3 separate regions of the Mus musculus genome follow, and all the other regions are linked to region 2. Evidence: chromatin contacts called from public HiChIP or PLAC-seq and promoter capture Hi-C data. All regions are on one chromosome and are shown on one strand. Each heading gives the region's core, a stretch centred on a gene start, on an enhancer-like site or on the middle of the called end of the contact. The rest is flanking DNA. Distances are from core to core; before and after follow the strand shown.

Region 1 (2,700 bases), core at 78-2,577, 380 kb before region 2:
TTTCCTCAGTTTCTGTTGTTATGTCTCCCTTTTCATTTCTGATTTTGTTAATTTGGAAACTGTCTCTTGTGCCCTTTAGTTAGTTTGGCTAAGGGTTTTCTATCTTGTTGATTTTCTCCAAAGAACCAGCTGTGGTTTTGTTAATTTTTTTTTTTTTTTTGCATTTTCTTTGTTTCTAATTGGTTGATTTCTGCCCTGAGTTTTATTATTTCTGCCATCTACTCCTCTTGCGTGAGTTTATCTTTCTGTTCTAGAACTTTCAGGTATGCTGTTAAGAGTATGGGATCTCTCCAATTTCTTTATGAAGGCACTCTGTGCTATGAATTTTCCTCTTAACACTGCTTTCATCGTGTCCCATAAATTTGGGTATGCTGAGTCTTCATTTCCATTGAATTTTAGAAAGTCTTTAATTTCTTTCTTTATGTCTTCCCTGACCAAGTTATTGAGCAGAGAGTTGTTCAGTTTCCATGACTATGTAGGCTTTCTGTTGTTTTTGTTGTTATTGACGTGCTGAGAAGAAGGTATAGTCTCTTCTTTTAGGGTGAAATATATGCCTATAGATATCTGGTAAATCCATTTGGTTCATAACTTATGTTAGTTTCACTGTGTCTCTGTTTAATTTCTGTTTCAATGACCTGTCTATTGGTGAGAGTGGGATGTTGAAGTTTCTCAATATTAATGTGTAAGGTCCAATGTGTATTTTGAGCTTTAGTTAAAGTTTCTTTTATGAATGTGGTTGCCCTTGCACTTGGAGCATAGATGTTCAGAATTGAGACTTCCTCTTGGTGGACTTGTCCTTTGAGCATGAAATGTCCTTCCCCATCTCTTTTGATAACTTTTGGTTGACAGATAACAGCGGCTTTCTGAATGGTGGAGAAAACAGTCAGCAGTGCCTGTTTTAGGCGCCAGGGTAAAGCTGCCTGTGTTTCACTTCCTGTCAGTGTGCTTGTACTCAGCTGACAATAGAGGGTGACATGGAAGTCGGGAGATTAGAAAGGATGCTGATTGGTCTCATGCAGATTCAGTTCTCCAGCTAAGAACAAAAAAGTCCTGTATTTATAACTACGGAGCCTAGTTCTTCAGAAAGAATAAATGGTCATACATTCAGTGACCATTTTATCTATTAATCTATTTAGCAACTTGAGGGTTTCAGAAAACTCTACATGAGAGCAAAAGCAACCTCTGTAATTTCACCCCCCCCCCCACCAAAAAAAAAAAAAAAAGATATTTTTGTAGCGATCTTGATTGATGGGTATTGGATGTTCTTTTGTTAGCTTAAACATCTACTCTAAGCCCAGGACTTTCCTTATATAGCTCTCATCTTCCCAGAATTTGGCACGAAAATGGTTTTTAGTGCTGAGTGTTCTCTGCTGCTCTCCTCTCACAGCAGTGCTGGCCTTTCACCTGGTTTTGTGTCTTATTTTAGAAATTGTCCTTGCTCTTCGGTTTTATTTTAAATGTTGGTTGGTATACACTTTGCTACACTTGATATAACCAAAAGGCTAAGAAGCAAATTTTGAGCCTTGCTGCAAATGGCTTCATGGCTGTGGAAGGCAGAAAAAAGGAGGAAAAATGGATTATTTTAAAATGAATTCTTTAGATCCAGAAACAAAATTATTGCAAAATACCTTATCTACACCAAGCCTCAACTACATAAGAAATTTGAGGCCAGCCTCGGATATGTAAGCCTTTGCCTCAAATAAATAAATAAGCAACAATTGCTACCCGGTCCATAGTGTTCTACATAGAATTGCCAGTAAGAGGCAGTTACCATTGTGATTTGATCTTTTTTTAACCAGAATTTTTTTAACATGAGTAGCAAATATCTTTTTGAGTAGCAAGCTTTTCCTTATATTTCAGAGCTTCCAAAGTAAATTTCAGCCTCTCTGCCTGTGTATTTATGGAAAATACACTTGACCGTTAACATTTTTGTTTATGTAGTGTATCCTTGTGAGACAATACCAGAATCACCTTTTTTTTTTTTTTTAAAGTGGATACTATTGGCAGCCAATCTCAGAGAGCATAGCCCTAAACTGGAAACTCAGTTTTTACCATTTACATTGGTGCTTGGAGCAGACCAGAATTATTTGATCCATTTTAGATGCCTATTTCTGTATCCATTTTAGGTACTAAATAGCAGCCTGAAAAGGTCTCTGGAGTGTTTTGCTCTTTGTCATGTTGCTGATAAGGATGTGCGCCTTCCCAGCTGATGTTGAGGAAGCCTGGTGTCATTAGTGCTCATTCATCAACATGAGCACCTGGTTTAACTAGGCACTGGAGATGCAGACATGAATAAAACATGATTCCTGTTCTGGAAAAATTTATAGTTCACTGTGGGAGAGGGGGGTATTTAAAAACATAATTATATATCAAAGTGAGACATTTTATATAATAATATATAGATTAAGTGTTGTCATACTGTGTAGGAGGGAAATAAGTTGGGGGTGATAACATTTCAAAAATGAAAGATTTTTAGGGCAAATTTTGAAGGTTGGATGGGCATTTGCATTTAGAGAAGAGCAAGGATGGCATAGAGAATATTCTGTGCAGAGACAAACAGCTCAGGGACATGTAGGTAAGAAGAAAGTCTTCAGAGAGCTGTAGAGAAAGGCTACATGGGGAAAGAATAGGAGTGTCTCTCCTTTTGGAGAGATGGTCATTTAAAATTTTTAAATTGTACTGGTGTAATCAGATTTGACT
Region 2 (2,700 bases), core at 119-2,618:
GGGAGTGGGGGTGGGGTGGGGTGCAGGACACTTACCATTAGTTTGAAGCTATCTTGGACTAAGTAGCAAATTTCAGGTCAGTTAGTGCTACACAGAGATATGGAAAGACCCCACCCCAGCCTTTGTTAGGCAGAAGGTAGAGGTGAGCAGTGGAGGTGTGGAGTCTCACTCTCACGGCGGGGCACTAAAGGAGACTCTGGCCCTGGTTCTTATAAATTCCCTTCCTCCTTCCAAGAAAGGATAATTAGCTAGTGGGCTCTGATAATTACCTGATGAAAAACCTTGAGCAAATCTCAAAAAGAAATAAATAACTTCCAGTTCAGACCAGTGTTGGACAAAGATACAGGGAAAAGAAAACCATTTCAACTTGCTAATTACATGGTAAAGTTAGGTAGATTCCCAGACCGTATAAATAGTCTCCCTTTCTCTTACTCAACCCCGGTCTGCGCAAGCTGATGCAACTGTATTGCTTTTATGTATTGTCTGTCTGTTTCATCTATTTTAGGCAGGGACTTGTGTACCCAAGAATGACATACTGCTTGCCAACTGCTAGGATTACAGGCACCACTACGATTTTAAGAGAGATTTGCTCACATGCTCCATTGCTTTTATCTGTGTGTCTCACTGGATTTTCCTCAAAGAGTACAAGTATTGAGGAATATCCCCGCACTCGACTCTTAGCTGGTATTTAGTACTCCTGTCTTAGAAGCATATACATTTTCAGTATCAGGAAGGGCTTTCCAAAGGGAGATGTTCAAGTACGGAAAGTCCTTTATTTTAGGTGAGCGGAAAGAGACTAGGCAATCGCTTGATAGAACTTTAGGAATTCCTTCTTTCACTCCTTAATCCGTTGGGGAACACTTCTCTCAGCCACGTACATAGACCTGAAGGCCTAGGGGGAACCATTTTAGCAGACTATCGCCAGAACTGAATCTCAAGGTTAGGGTAAATGATTCGCTCCTGACCTCCGAATACCCTGGTGCTGACCTTACCTTCATTTTAGGCTTTGGGGGTGGGGGAAGTAACTGCAAACGAACTGCTGGAACCCCAGAAAGCTTGCTTTTATAGGCTTTAGATAAATGAACTAGCCATTATGACCACTTGTAGATGTTGATTTTTGGATGCTAAGATAATGTTTTCTGAAGAGCCATAGGCCTGGGGGCAAGTAAGTGAGAGACAATTTCGATTGTGGTAACTGGACTACATACATACATACATACATACATACATACATACATACCAATGTTTCCTAGCCTTTGCCCACTGTGGGTTATTTATTATAACCCCCCCCCACACACACACACACACACACACACACACTACAATGTCAGCGCAAGCCTTCACGCGTTGTGGGCCACTTAGAAGCCCGGAACCTCGCGTGCAGAGGTTGCTAAGGCTGAGCGCACAGGGAAGCTTTTGGGTGCTGCACCGCCGTACGCAATGCCCTTCAGCCTAGAGCGCGGAGGAGGACGGTAGCTCGGTCACGGCGTTTGGAGTCGTTGTTTTTCCTATAGTTGGAGTCGAGGTCAAACCTCTCGTGGAACCTGCCTCAAGATGATGAACGGCCGGCCGGGCCATGAGCCCTTAAAATTCTTGCCGGACGAGGCCCGGAGCCTGCCCCCGCCCAAGCTGAACGACCCGCGGCTTGTCTACATGGGCTTGTTGGGCTACTGCACGGGCCTGATGGACAACATGCTGCGGATGCGACCGGTGATGAGAGCAGGTGAGGGCTGCGGGCGATCCCGCTCGGACGAGGAGCTGCAGGGTTGCCCGCTGAGGTCATCTGTGCTCTACGAGGCCTTCCTGCCTAGCTGGGGGCGCCTGGCTCTCCCAGGGCGTGCATCCCCTCTCGGGTTCTCAGCGCCAAGAGTAGCCACATTGAAGAAAACCAAGTGCAGTGCAATGGGGACTTCTAAACCCCACGGTTAAGTCTGCGAAGGACTCAAGAAGGGCTCCTCACAGTTCGCGTTGTACTTCGTGCTAAACGGTTGCCCAGCCCATTTCTCTCAGACGTGAGAAAGTATTGTACTGACGAGAGCACGAGACCCAAGCAGAGTTAAAGCACCTTGCCCACGGTCTAGTTAAAGAGAGGAGCTTGTGTTGTGTTGGTGTGTGCTTAGAACCAGAGCTTCTCAGAGTTGGAGTGCATAGAAATAATATACAGTTAAAATATTGGTTTGATTCATAAGGTCTGGGGAGAGGACTAATGTGGACAAAACTCCAGACGCTACTACTGCCCTTATTCTGGAATAGGAGACTGTCAATAAACTAGCAAGCTGTATATTCTAGTTTGTCACTGGCTTCTGGTCACGATTGAGAATAGCTTAGCTTACACAATGTAGCTGTGCTAAGAACTGTAGAATTCCAAAGATACATGTAGAAGCAAACTAACTGTCTTTGTTATAGTTATTCTTTATATGGGGGGGGGGGTAGAGGGGAGATAACAACCTGAATTAGTTCTCTCTCCAATACCGTGTCAGCCCTGGGGATTGAACTCCCCAAGTCAGACTTGGTGGCAAATGTCTTTATCATGTCACTAGATGTGAACTTAACTTTGAATATCAAGCAAGAGTTAAAAGAACTTCGTATGTCTGGGGGTGGGGGTGGGGTGTGCAAGGCGTTCTGAAAGTGGGTGAATTTGATTACTTAGCTGCAAGATTACAGTGATAAGGCTGCAGAGGCTATCAGACGAGGGCAGTT
Region 3 (2,700 bases), core at 162-2,661, 300 kb after region 2:
ACAAATTCTTCCTCTCAATCTATATCCACATGACGAGGATTTTAACCTTCAGAGAGTTCTAGAATCTTTTCTCATCCCCTCCCTTACTCCACTCCCACCTTCTCATTCCTGTTCAGGGGACCTGCCTCCTAGTCTCACTAACAACAAACTAAATTTTAAAACGTAACACTTGGAACTGACTGGAGACATGGGTCAGCTTGTGAGACTGCCTAATGCCTTTGCAGATAGGGTCACTGCGCCCAGGCAGGGTGGCTCACACCTGACTGTATGTAGGTAGGTATATACATATATGTGAGGAAAAAAATCTTTAGATTCCTCTGTTGAAAAGAATCCAAAGGGAAAAAAGGAGGAAGAAGAGAAAGAAAGATAAAACTGCTATCACATCCTCCATGTATGTTATCCAACCTAAACAGCCTTAGCCCCATAGATATTACAATTCTACAGCCAAAAAAAGTGGAGTCTAGAGGTCAACTGACTGAATTCCATCCACCAACTCTAGCTTGTGAGTTTAATGCCTCAGGTCCCATCTGTTAAAGTGGGTAATAGAAAATGTGTTCATATTGTGTATCATAAAGAAAAAAATTAATTGAGCAAGTGTGGTGATGGGTGCTCATAGTAGTACCAGTAAACTGGAGTTCGGTGCAAATCGATTATGTATTGGAAGCCAGCCTGGGATACTTAAAGAAGCCCTGTCTCAAAAACCACGAAGGAATCCATGAAGAAATATAAGAGGTAAAGTCCGTATGCTGTGTGGTCTATAGGTCTCTGTTATGGGTTTCTATTCACCAAACCTGTAGGTTTTCACTGCTCTTATTCACTGGGACCTAGCGAACAGGGAAGGCAAGGGTTCCTAACCAGTGGCCTACCTTTCCCTCGGGCAGTCTTTTGACTGTCTTGCTGCGCACTGTCCATCATTAATGTAACCTTTTCGTGCTCGTGGCATGACTCGTGGGGATGGGGCGCTCGATCTCTCCGGCGACGTGGGGACTAAGAGGTCTGGTAAATGGCTGTGTGAACCCAAGGAGAACAGGCCTGACGAGGCGGAAGCAGGGTAGACTCGTGCACCCAGCCGGGAGACTTGGGATCTCCAGATGCGTGTGGATTTTATTTCTGTGAGTCCTCCTTCGGCGAGGGACTCCTGGGGCCTGGGTCCCTTCCCGCTTTTTGTTGGGAAAGGCTTGGTATTCCTTATACATCCTCTCTCGGGGTTTGCTCCTATGACCTTCAAAGAGAACCACATAGAAAACACTCGATTATTCTAAGCATCCTTAGAGGAGCGGGAAAGGGGAACCGATGCCACGTGACAAAAGCCAGCCGGCTCGCTGCGGACCTCTGAGTTGCCTAGAACATCCCGTCTCTATGGTCAACCGCATGCTAAGGCCCTCGCTGAGAAAGTTGTTCTTCCGGGCTACGACTACTGCTTCCGGGGCAGCTCCGTGCGAGCCGCGATTGCGGTACTCGCCTCTCTCGGTTCGCGTGGAGCGATGCTTTCCCCGGCAATGAGCTTCCTCAAAAGCTTCCCGCCGCCTGGGTCGGCCGACGGGCTCCGGCTGCAGCAGCCAGACACCGAGGCTGTGCTGAACGGGAAGGGGCTCGGCACCGGCACGCTTTACATCGCGGAGAGGTAAGGTTGGGGGGCGCCGACCAGCCGGCCGGCGCTATTGTGCGGGCAGGGTGGGATTGTCCCCTCCCGAGCTCGGCTGGTTCTGTCCCCTAGCCCGCGTTTCTCCCTAACGACCTGTGCGAACCGGCCTGTCTCCTGCAAGCCTGGCGCGTGGTCACGTTGAGTTTTGAGTCTGCAGAGCCTCGGTTAGTTTTTCCGTGGGCCTAGCTTTCGGAATGGTCGTGTCAACTAGACGATTTCCCTGCGTGGAATATGTAGCTCAGATTGTGACGGGTTACGACGTTTGGTTAATGAGCTGGGATGTTCTGCTTCAAGTGTGTGTGTTTGTGGGGGCTGGGGGGAAGGACCATCTTCAGGCCCACGCAGGGCGGAGTCACAACCAGCCGAACCCGACTCCTGGATGTGCAGGTCCTGGAAGGAATTCTTCTATTTCACTACCTGCAGGATTCAGTACTTTCACAATAACATAGACATGCCACTAAAATACACACTACATACACGCTCATACCCTCCTACCCCCACCCCATACCTTCCTGTTCACCCGCCCTCCCTCCCCATTTCTTTCCTTTCCCTTCCTCCCTCCTTTCCCCCCTCTTTCTTTCATTCTTTCTTTCTCTTCTCATTCTTTCCTGTCTTTCAGAGTCTCTGGTTTACCTTTTGCTATATTCTATTTGTTGGCCACAAAGGAAATCCTCTGCTTTTAAGAGCTCGAGTTATAACATTGCTCCTGCCTAGAAAATCCAGGCTATCTCGTTTATTTCACCATCAGTAGATTAGTAATCTTAATTACATTCAAAGTCCCTTCTTTCATGGCACTGGAAAACAAATCTCTTGGGGACCAAGATTATGCCTACTACAGAGCCCAGGGTATAAACGTGTAAAGAGCTATTTGTTCAGAGAACAGTGTGGATAGTGGGACTGGGTGTTTAGACACCGACTAGAAATACAAATGTGGGTGGGTGCGCAGTTTGGTTGGTATATGTGTTTGGAGTAGCCATGAGGGAGAAAGAAAAGGGATGGGAGGGAAGAAGTTGTGAGATTCATTCATTCATTCATTCATTCTGTAAGTTCTGTTA

What was found. Promoter capture Hi-C pulls out the DNA fragments that hold promoters and counts their contacts. HiChIP or PLAC-seq counts read pairs in DNA pulled down with a chosen protein or histone mark.
Region 1: an H3K4me3 HiChIP or PLAC-seq map of bone marrow-derived macrophages shows a contact between it and region 2, with 6 times the contacts expected there. The contact joins the enhancer-like site here to the promoter of Ndufc2 in region 2. A contact is called at or near these places in 4 of 39 promoter capture datasets (the C10 cell line, the HPC-7 cell line, cranial neural crest and 1 more), 1 of 115 datasets of contacts at active chromatin or transcription factors (bone marrow-derived macrophages) and 1 of 9 other capture datasets (adipose tissue).
Region 3: a contact with region 2 is called in a promoter capture Hi-C map of pre-B cells, with 5 times the contacts expected there. The contact joins the promoter of Clns1a here to the promoter of Ndufc2 in region 2. A contact is called at or near these places in 19 of 39 promoter capture datasets (the 3T3-L1 cell line, 3T3-L1-derived adipocytes, the C10 cell line and 14 more), 5 of 484 Hi-C or Micro-C datasets (CD4 T cells, bone marrow-derived macrophages, cerebellar granule neurons and 1 more), 10 of 115 datasets of contacts at active chromatin or transcription factors (the SCID.adh cell line, T-cell acute lymphoblastic leukemia, bone marrow-derived macrophages and 7 more) and 3 of 9 other capture datasets (adipose tissue, liver and pancreatic islet).

What each region holds. Positions count from the first base shown.
Region 1 is chr7:97,017,279-97,019,978 of GRCm38.p6, forward strand. The region is part of intron 6 of Nars2 (asparaginyl-tRNA synthetase 2 (mitochondrial)(putative)); the gene reads left to right. Among named protein-coding and RNA genes, the nearest start is that of Gab2, 63 kb to the right of the region's middle. Within about 2 kb of position 1,328, at least 22 of the 459 cell types and tissues checked have an H3K27ac peak or open chromatin away from gene starts, as enhancers often do. A contact at or near this core is called in adipose tissue and bone marrow-derived macrophages, where this site is marked.
Region 2 is chr7:97,398,635-97,401,334 of GRCm38.p6, forward strand. It overlaps Ndufc2 (NADH:ubiquinone oxidoreductase subunit C2), which reads left to right and starts at 1,369. Exons shown (of 3, transcript NM_024220.2): 1 at 1,369-1,723. The coding sequence starts at 1,555.
Region 3 is chr7:97,695,246-97,697,945 of GRCm38.p6, forward strand. It overlaps Clns1a (chloride channel, nucleotide-sensitive, 1A), which reads left to right and starts at 1,412. Exons shown (of 7, transcript NM_023671.2): 1 at 1,412-1,624. The coding sequence starts at 1,485. Rsf1os2 (remodeling and spacing factor 1, opposite strand 2) reads right to left here and starts at 1,222. Exons shown (of 3, transcript NR_154552.1): 1 at 867-1,222.